Linked DNA regions of Ovis aries: region 1 is linked to region 2. The links are chromatin contacts, called in public Hi-C maps. All regions are on one chromosome and are shown on one strand. Each heading gives the region's core, a stretch centred on a gene start, on an enhancer-like site or on the middle of the called end of the contact. The rest is flanking DNA. Distances are from core to core; before and after follow the strand shown. Region 1 overlaps ZSCAN25 (zinc finger and SCAN domain containing 25). Region 2 holds the start of CYP3A24 (cytochrome P450 CYP3A24).

Evidence for each region. A called contact is a pair of places that touch in the nucleus more often than the background predicts.
Region 1: a Hi-C map of liver shows a contact between it and region 2, with 12 times the contacts expected there. The contact joins the enhancer-like site here to the promoter of CYP3A24 in region 2. A contact is called at or near these places in 3 of 16 Hi-C or Micro-C datasets (liver and mixed tissues).

The regions. Positions count from the first base shown.
Region 1 is chr24:37,241,975-37,246,208 of ARS-UI_Ramb_v3.0, reverse strand. The region is part of intron 8 of ZSCAN25 (zinc finger and SCAN domain containing 25); the gene reads left to right. Among named protein-coding and RNA genes, the nearest start is that of ZSCAN25, 14 kb to the left of the region's middle. Within about 2 kb of position 1,943, at least 8 of the 54 cell types and tissues checked have an H3K27ac peak or open chromatin away from gene starts, as enhancers often do.
Region 2 is chr24:37,191,569-37,195,301 of ARS-UI_Ramb_v3.0, reverse strand. It overlaps CYP3A24 (cytochrome P450 CYP3A24), which reads left to right and starts at 1,363. Exons shown (of 13, transcript NM_001129904.1): 1 at 1,363-1,519. The coding sequence starts at 1,449.

The DNA.
Region 1 (4,234 bases), core at 694-3,193, 50 kb before region 2:
TACCAGACCACCTGACCTGCCTCTTGAGAAACCTATATGCAGGCCAGGAAACAACAGTTCGAACTGGACATGGAACAACAGACTGGTTCCAAATAGGAAAAGGAGTACATCAAGGCTGTATATTGTCACCCTGCTTATTTAACTTATATGGAGAGTACATCGTGAGAAATGCTGGGCTGGAGGAAGCACAAGCTGGAATCAAGATTGCCGGGAGAAATATCAATAACCTCAAATATGCAGATGATACCACCCTTATGGCAGAAAGTGAAGAAGAACTAAAAAGCCTCTTGATGAAAGTGAAAGAGGAGAGTAAAAAAGTTGGCTTAAAGCTCAACATTCAGAAAACTAAAAGCATCCGGTTCCATCACTTCATGGCAAATAGATGGAGAAACAGTGGCTGACTTTATTTTTCTGGGCTCCAAAATCACTGCAGATTAAATTGCCAACCTCCGCTGGATCATGGAAAAAGCAAGCATGGACTGCAACCATGAAATTAAAAGATGCTTACTCCTTGGAAGGAAGGTTATGACCAACCTAGACAGCCTATTGAAAAGCAGAGACATTACCAACAAAGGTCCGTCTAGTCAAGGCTCTGGTTTTTCCAGTAGTCCTGTATGGATGTGAGAGTTGGACCATAAAGAAAGCTGATTGCTGAAGAGTTGATGCTTTTGAACTGTGGTGTTGGAGAAGATTCTTAACAGTCCCTTGGAGAGCAAAGAGATCAACCAGTCAGTCCTAAAGGAGATCAGTCCTGAATATTCATTGGAAGGACTGATGTTGAAGTTGAAACTCCAATACTTTGGCCACCTGATTCGAAGAGATGACTCATTTGCAAAGATCCTGATGCTGGGAAATACTGAAGGCAGGAGGAGAAGGGGACAAAAGAGGGTGAGGTGGTTGGATGGCATCACCAACTCAATGGGCATGAGTTTGGGTAAACTCCAGGAGTTGGTGATGGATAGGGAGGCGTGGCATGCTGCAGTCCATGGAGTCACAAAGAGTTGGACATGACTGAGTGACTGAACTGAACTGAAGAGTCTAAATGCATTTATTTCACTAATTCTATAAAAGAATCTTCATTTATTAGCTGGGATGCCTCACAGCTGTATCTGTGCACTCATAACAGTTCACAGAGGAAAGGAAATACTGGATTCTTCCTTCCCTTATTTACCCGTCTTTACAATAATGATCTAGTGGCTTTTCTTCTAAACTGATCACCATGAAAGTGGTCAGTTATTATTTTTTAATAAAAAATGCATTCTTGAATTTAAACCAATCCATCACAGTTGTTGATGCTCAAATAATTTCAGTTCTGACCAGTGGGAGCCTCTTCACATTGGCTTCTGATTCTATATAACCCTAATCACCTTTGATGGCTTCTTTGCTCTCATGTGACAGGGTATTACAAGTTCATCTTGTTTGTTTCAAGCCCCCCTTGAGAGTAAAGGGAAGTGCTGTTAATTTCAGGACAGTGGTGTAAACTGGGACTCCCAGGGCAAACAGGGACACTTGGTCACTTTATATTTAGCCCTCACTGTGTGTGACAGGGTGTCTGCAGTTCCCTCACGCTGGGCTAAGGCTGTGTGCTTTCAGGGCCTAGCTGTGTGTGCCATGCCGGCTGTGGTGGTGAGAAAGGCTGCTGCTCCCAAGGGGCATGACCTTTGTAAGAGAAACCCCTTTTTATTCCCTGGGCGTTAACAGACCGGATAACTTTCTGCCTAAGGTCTGTCCTGGGGAGCTAATGCATTTACAAAAAATGTTTCTCAAAATATATGCCAGGGTAAATGTTGTCTGCAGGCTGATTAAGTGTGCTAGGGAGAAGTAGGAATTTTTGTTTCTTAAAAAATAAGCTTGTTTCTCATCCCATCACCTTCACCCTGCAACACAAGTTGTCTGGATCCACTTCTGAGACGGGGAAAGGAGCTGTCAAAACATGTCTCCTTGCTCTTGTAAACTTTGCCTGAGTTTCTCAACCTTGGCACTGTTCTCACAGTGTGCCAGGCACTTTGTCTTGGAGGCTGCCCTGGGTTTTTTGTGGGTCATAGGCGATTTAGCAAGATCATTGTTCTCAGTCTATTTGATGACAGTTGTGCCAACTAAAGATGTTTCCAGGCCTTCCCAAATGTCCCCTGGAGGCAAAATTGATCTTGGCTGAGAACCTCTGCCCTTAGGGTTCAGGGTAAGCACTGGAGCAAATTAGTTGGCTTAGCTGTTGGAAGAAAAGACTGGGCTTCTAAGGCCTGGACCTTAAAGACCCCTGGCCTAATAGCTTGAAAACAAAGGAGCTACTAGAGGTCATGTGTGTTAAGTGCAGTGTTGCCAGGCAGAGCCAAGAGCCACTGAAGCTGAGTCTCAGGGTGGCTGCTAGGATCTGTTACAGGCCGCCTGGCAGGTGGCTTTGGGTTCCTTTTGGGCAGGCACCTGCTGTGAAGCCTCCGCACAGCAGTGAGGTGGGCCTGGACTCACTGTCCCCAGTGGATACAGGTGCATGTTGGGGGCCATGCCAGCATGATGCAGCCAGTGCCAACATTTTTGCCTCCATAATAAAGTCTTCAGGGCCTACAGTAGACATAAATATTTGAATGGATGAAAGCCCTGGATTTCTACCTTTTTCATGGCTGGAAGTTTCTCAAGTGTGCCTTAGGAAGGAAGAGCACAGAAGCACGGTGCCCCTTGGTGGCCCCCCAACCTGGCAGTCATCTGTAACTGCTGCACGCCATCTGCAGGGATATCCAGTTCACTTAGTTCTACAAGACAGAGCAGCTCACTTGGGCTTCTTAAAATTTCATATCCCTTTCTTGCCTTTTTTTTTTCTTTATTGTCTCAGTGAAGGGCATATTTTTAGAGACTGGTCTTGTGCAACCCATTCCCAGGGTTGATACCTTTCAGTAAAAAACTATAGTAAACATTTGTTATGAAGTGGGGAGGGTAGGCTGTCATCTTCCTTGTGTTTGTCTCCAGGAACTTAAATTGCTAGGAGAGTGAGGGTGGAAGGGGTGGGTGATGCTGGTGTTGCACCCTGAAAAGCAGAGGGACTGAGAAGATGGAAGAGCACAGAGGGGCCAGTAAAAGGGCTGCCTTCACTGCCATGTGCGCTAGTCACAGCTCGTGGTTTCTGTGGCCGGAGACCAGGAAACATGGCAGATTCAAGAGCTGGCTTCATATTTCCCCCTCCTACTTAAAAAATGTGTTTATTGAGAAGGTGGTGTATGAGCTTTTAGACAAAGACTGGGAAAAAGGGATGGTAGAAGTCTGTATTTGCCTTCTCGAGTCCCACTCCTGTGAGCTTTTTGAGTCTTATACCATCTCCATGTCTGTGAAAAATTTGAGAAAACCCGATCTCAATCATCTGTATGTATCATGGACTTCCATGGAAGGCATCAGCAGATTCTCTGAACAGGAAGAAGTAGAATGGACGATGAACAGTTAATTGTTGAGAACCAGTCTTCCCTGTAGGTTTTCCCAGCTTTCAGTTTTAGGAATTCCAGCCACCTGGACTAAGGTGCTGATGAAAAGAATGGAAAATAAGAGATGGAAAAACCAAGAGTTAAAACAGTGTGGTGGTAGCACAGATACACCAGTGGAGTGGAATACAGGTTCAGAAACAGACCCAGCTCTGTATGGAAATCTAGCACATAAAGATGGTATTGCATGGAAAAATTAATAAATTTGAATCCACAAAAAAGATAAAAGTGACTCTTGAACATATGAAAAGATGTTCACCTTCACTCATGAAATAAATGCCAAGTAAAGCTACACTGAGATATTATTTCTTATCCTATAGATCATACTTCAAAAGCCTGACTACATGTGTTTGATGAGTTTGTGGGAAAAAAGGAATTCTTAGGCACCTCTGACAGAACGCAAAATGGTACAACTTTATGTGAGGGGAATTTAGCAGTGCTATATCTAACAAAATTGCATGTGAATTTACTCTAAAGACACATCTCTAACAATAAGAAGATACATATGCACAAGACGATTCATGGCCGCGTTCTTTGTAGATCCCTGGTAAATCCCACCTGGTGCTGGTCACAGCTCTATGTTGAAGCGCTCTATATTTCAGGAAATTCCCGGAGCAGTGGGGCAGGTAACTTGATCATGTGGTATTTGACTCTAGATCACTTTCTCATGGAATAATGGCATCTGATTAAAAAAATTCAATGTAGGGGATCTAGAGGTGACCAGGTCCACTGTCTTAGAACATCCCTTGCCTTCCATGGTACCACAGGGG
Region 2 (3,733 bases), core at 114-2,613:
GCCATTTCTTCCTCCAGGGAATCTTCCCATCCCAGGGATCTAACCTGTGTATCTTAGGTCTCCTGCATTAGCAAGTGGGTTTTTTCCTTTTACAACCGGTGACACCTGGGAAGCCCCCAAATGCCCTACGTGTCCACAAGTGGGAACCTATCTGCTCTGATCCACCCACATCTCACATTCCCCACAGATAACATGCCCTCATATGATCTTTTTGGAGTCCTGTTGCTGTACATGCCACGTCACTGGTGGCTAAGGATGTTAGGGTCCTCTTGGCCATTGGGCTGCTTTTCTCTCTCTCTTTACACCCTTTGATCTTGGATTGCAGCCTTTCCAGAGAGAGGAGACCATTCTTTGATCTAGAATCTGACTTGCAGGATACTCTGAGGGTGGGACAGGAATGAGCCTGAATTGATACCATTGGTACAGCCATCACCCTGTCCTCCCTGTCCTGCCTCTCCTTCTGGGGCCCTCTTGTCAACAGGATCCTGATGGATCCTCCTGAAAGTACAGAGACAGTGACCAAGGCCCAGCCAGGCCTTCTCGGTGTGTCAACAATTTGGGAAAGCACTTCCGAAAGCACTGTGCTAGGTACCTGGGACATGACTATGGCTAGTATCCAGCATGTGCCCAAGCTCTTGATCCACTGAGGGGACTAGATGTGGAAACTGACTGTGGTGTAGGAAATAGGAAGATTGTGTGCGGGGGACAGAAGTCCCCAGAGGATGAAATTGTTATATCTGCTCAAGGAGGTTTGTTTGGGAAATCTCTAACAGATGTTCTGTCTGAGCTTCATTTTGAAGCATAATTAAGAGCCTACAAGGGACTCAGGGGCATTCCTGGGCAGGAAAGAAAAGTTGTATGAGTAACAGTAACAGTCAGTACAGCCATCTTGTTTGACCCCCTAGGGAAGGAGATAACACCTGACTACAGTATTCTTGCCTGGGAAATCCCATGGACAGAGGAGCCTGTTGGGCTGCTGTGCATGGGGTCACAAAGAGTGGGACACGACTTGGCAACTACACCGTCACCATCACCTTGTTTGAAGAATTTCAAACGTTTTGGATTGCAGGCAACCCTAGAGACAGGGAAGTCTAGAGGAGAATTAAAGCCAGTGGCTTATTTGAGTTTCTGTAACCTTTGGGCTTATTGCTAATATTGACTGAGTTGTTTATTGATTTCCTACAGAATATGAACTCAAGGGAGGTCAAACTGAAGTGCCTATGATGCTCTGCCAACTACCAAGGCAGAGAGGGCTCCTGCAGGTGGAGCCCAGGTGGCCTTTCTGTTGGTTGCAGCGCCAGCCCCACCTCCTTTCTCAACGCATAAATCTCCGAACTGCACTGAATCTCTGCCTGATGTGAACAGAAGCTTCACACTGAGAGGCAGGCAGAGAGCAGCACACGCAGCTGAAAGGAAACTCAGAGGAGGGAATCGCCAAGAAAGTGGCCATGGAGCTGATCCCAAGTTTTTCCCTGGAAACCTGGGTTCTCCTGGCTATCAGCCTGGTGCTCCTCTATCTGTGAGTAACTGTTAGGCTCATCTCTTCTATAACCTAGGTCTTGGGGTGCTAATCAGGAAAGGGGGTTCCCTTAGTTTTTTAAAGTTCAAAGTAAATGGAGAAGTTGCTCAAGCATCAGGTGCTATGGGCACCAAATGGGTTATTATCGATCTTACCCACATCTGGGTAAGAGTCCATCAAGGGCAAATTAAAAACAACTGGCCCACATGCAGCATAGTCCTCACTGATTCCCATGGCTGGGAATCCTGGAGGCAAGAAGCAACGTGGGTTTTTGTTTCAGTCTCTCCGACTGTACCTACTGCAAGAGACATGCGGAAGTATCGGCCCCTTTGTCACTCAGGAGTTCCTGCTCCGGACCCTTCTTCCAGGAGTCATTTACACAAGGCATGGGGTGCACCCCGACTTTGTTGGGATGCCTGAGACTGAGCAACACTTTTTTCATACTCAGCCCTTCCCCTTTTCTGTACCCCTCCTCAGGGCATCCCTTCCTAAGGCTCAATTCCCACACCCTGTGCTCTGCAGAAATTATCTTGTTTCCAAATGAGAAATCTTAAGATCTGAGGAGACTTGGTAAAAATCTTGAAATTATATTCATTTCTTTCACCTTTTCTTTCAATCTCTGGAAGGGTTAGAATCAATGTACATATTTATTTTCCCCGTGATACGAAATCTGCTAAGCCTACAAGAGGCACAAGCCCCAGAGTCCAATTTGGATTTTATTTTCCCTGTATAAGTGTGGCACAGGAGGTTGAATCAAAACCATCTAGCAGAAAAATTCCTTTCAATGTTGAGATTCTGTTATCATGGAAGGGAGGGAGAGGTTGGGAGAGGAATTATTTCCAGTGAGTGATTAGAGAGATACCCCTACAAATCACATTTAGGTTCTGTGTCCATTTCATTTTCACTAAGTGTAGGAAATCATGATGACATGTACGTGGGTAACATTAACCTCATTTTAATTACTTGAAAGAAGTATTAGGCATTTAAGGTATTTCAGCAACATATTTTCTGTCTGCTATTATAAAATTAATCGGTACAGTTTAATTTCATTCTATTTAGTACTAGATTTAAAAAATCGATATGAGTATTTCCAGCATGTGGTTTTTTCCCTGAAGGATAAAAGAGGACTGTTGTCCAGCACGTAGAAAGGTATGTAAATAAATTCACCCTCTAGAATAATGCCTGGAATATGAATCTAGTATACTAATATATTCCTGTGATATATCTTTTTAAATATGCATGTCCAGCAAGCTATTTTAATCTTCAGGGCAGATGAGTATACATGTCTGGGAGCCGGTGATGATATGAGAGGCATCTAGAAAGAGATTGGGATGGAAGGGAGAATATTCCTCTTTCTTCTGAGCAGACCCCCCAGAGTTACTCCTCAGACCTGGTCCCACAGGTCAACAGGGTTGGCATCTCATTTGCTGGAAGCCTGGGAACAAGACACAATCTCAGTCACACTGTGTGTGGTCCGTCTGACAGTGTGGCTGGTACTAGCTAGTGTCCCCAGTAGGCAAACATCCCTGTAGCCTGAGAGGGTACTGGTGCAGCCAGGAATCAGCCACTGCAGGCAATGTTATCGTTATGCTGGCACAGTGTAAAGACTATAAAAATGTTGGCTTTATCTTTAGCCCCTTCCTTTTTACCCAAAATAGCATTACTGTACCAACCAAAAAGTGAAGAGCTAGAAAGAAGCCAAATAATTCACTCAGTCCATCTGCTGCCTTGGTGGAACCACGTGAATTTAGACACTAGACCAGAGCTTTCTGTGGGACCAGTGTTGCCAACATGTTCACTCAATTGCTTGGCATCACTTTTGAGTTTATGTAGCACACTGAAGGTTCAGAAGCAGACATTGACTTGCCCTGTTTGTGAAGACAGAGGAAGCAACTGGGGTTTGAATAGCCCAGGCCATCCCTTTTGTGGTGATTGGTGCCCACACTTCCACCAGTTGATTTGGAGGAAAGAGAGGTATAGCCAACTGTGCTTGGCCAAGGTACCTCTGTGTGCACTTCCAATATAGGTACTTTCCTGAAATTTTATGGGTTTCTCTTATCATAGACATTAAGATTGGTAGATTTCTACAGAGATTTGAACCTGTGCTACCTTAAAGGCTACCTTCCAAAGAAGGGGAGACAGGAGCTTAGTCCAATATTCTGGAGTTTTTTATGGTCACTCATTTTTTGTCACACACAGTCTTTTGCTCTACAT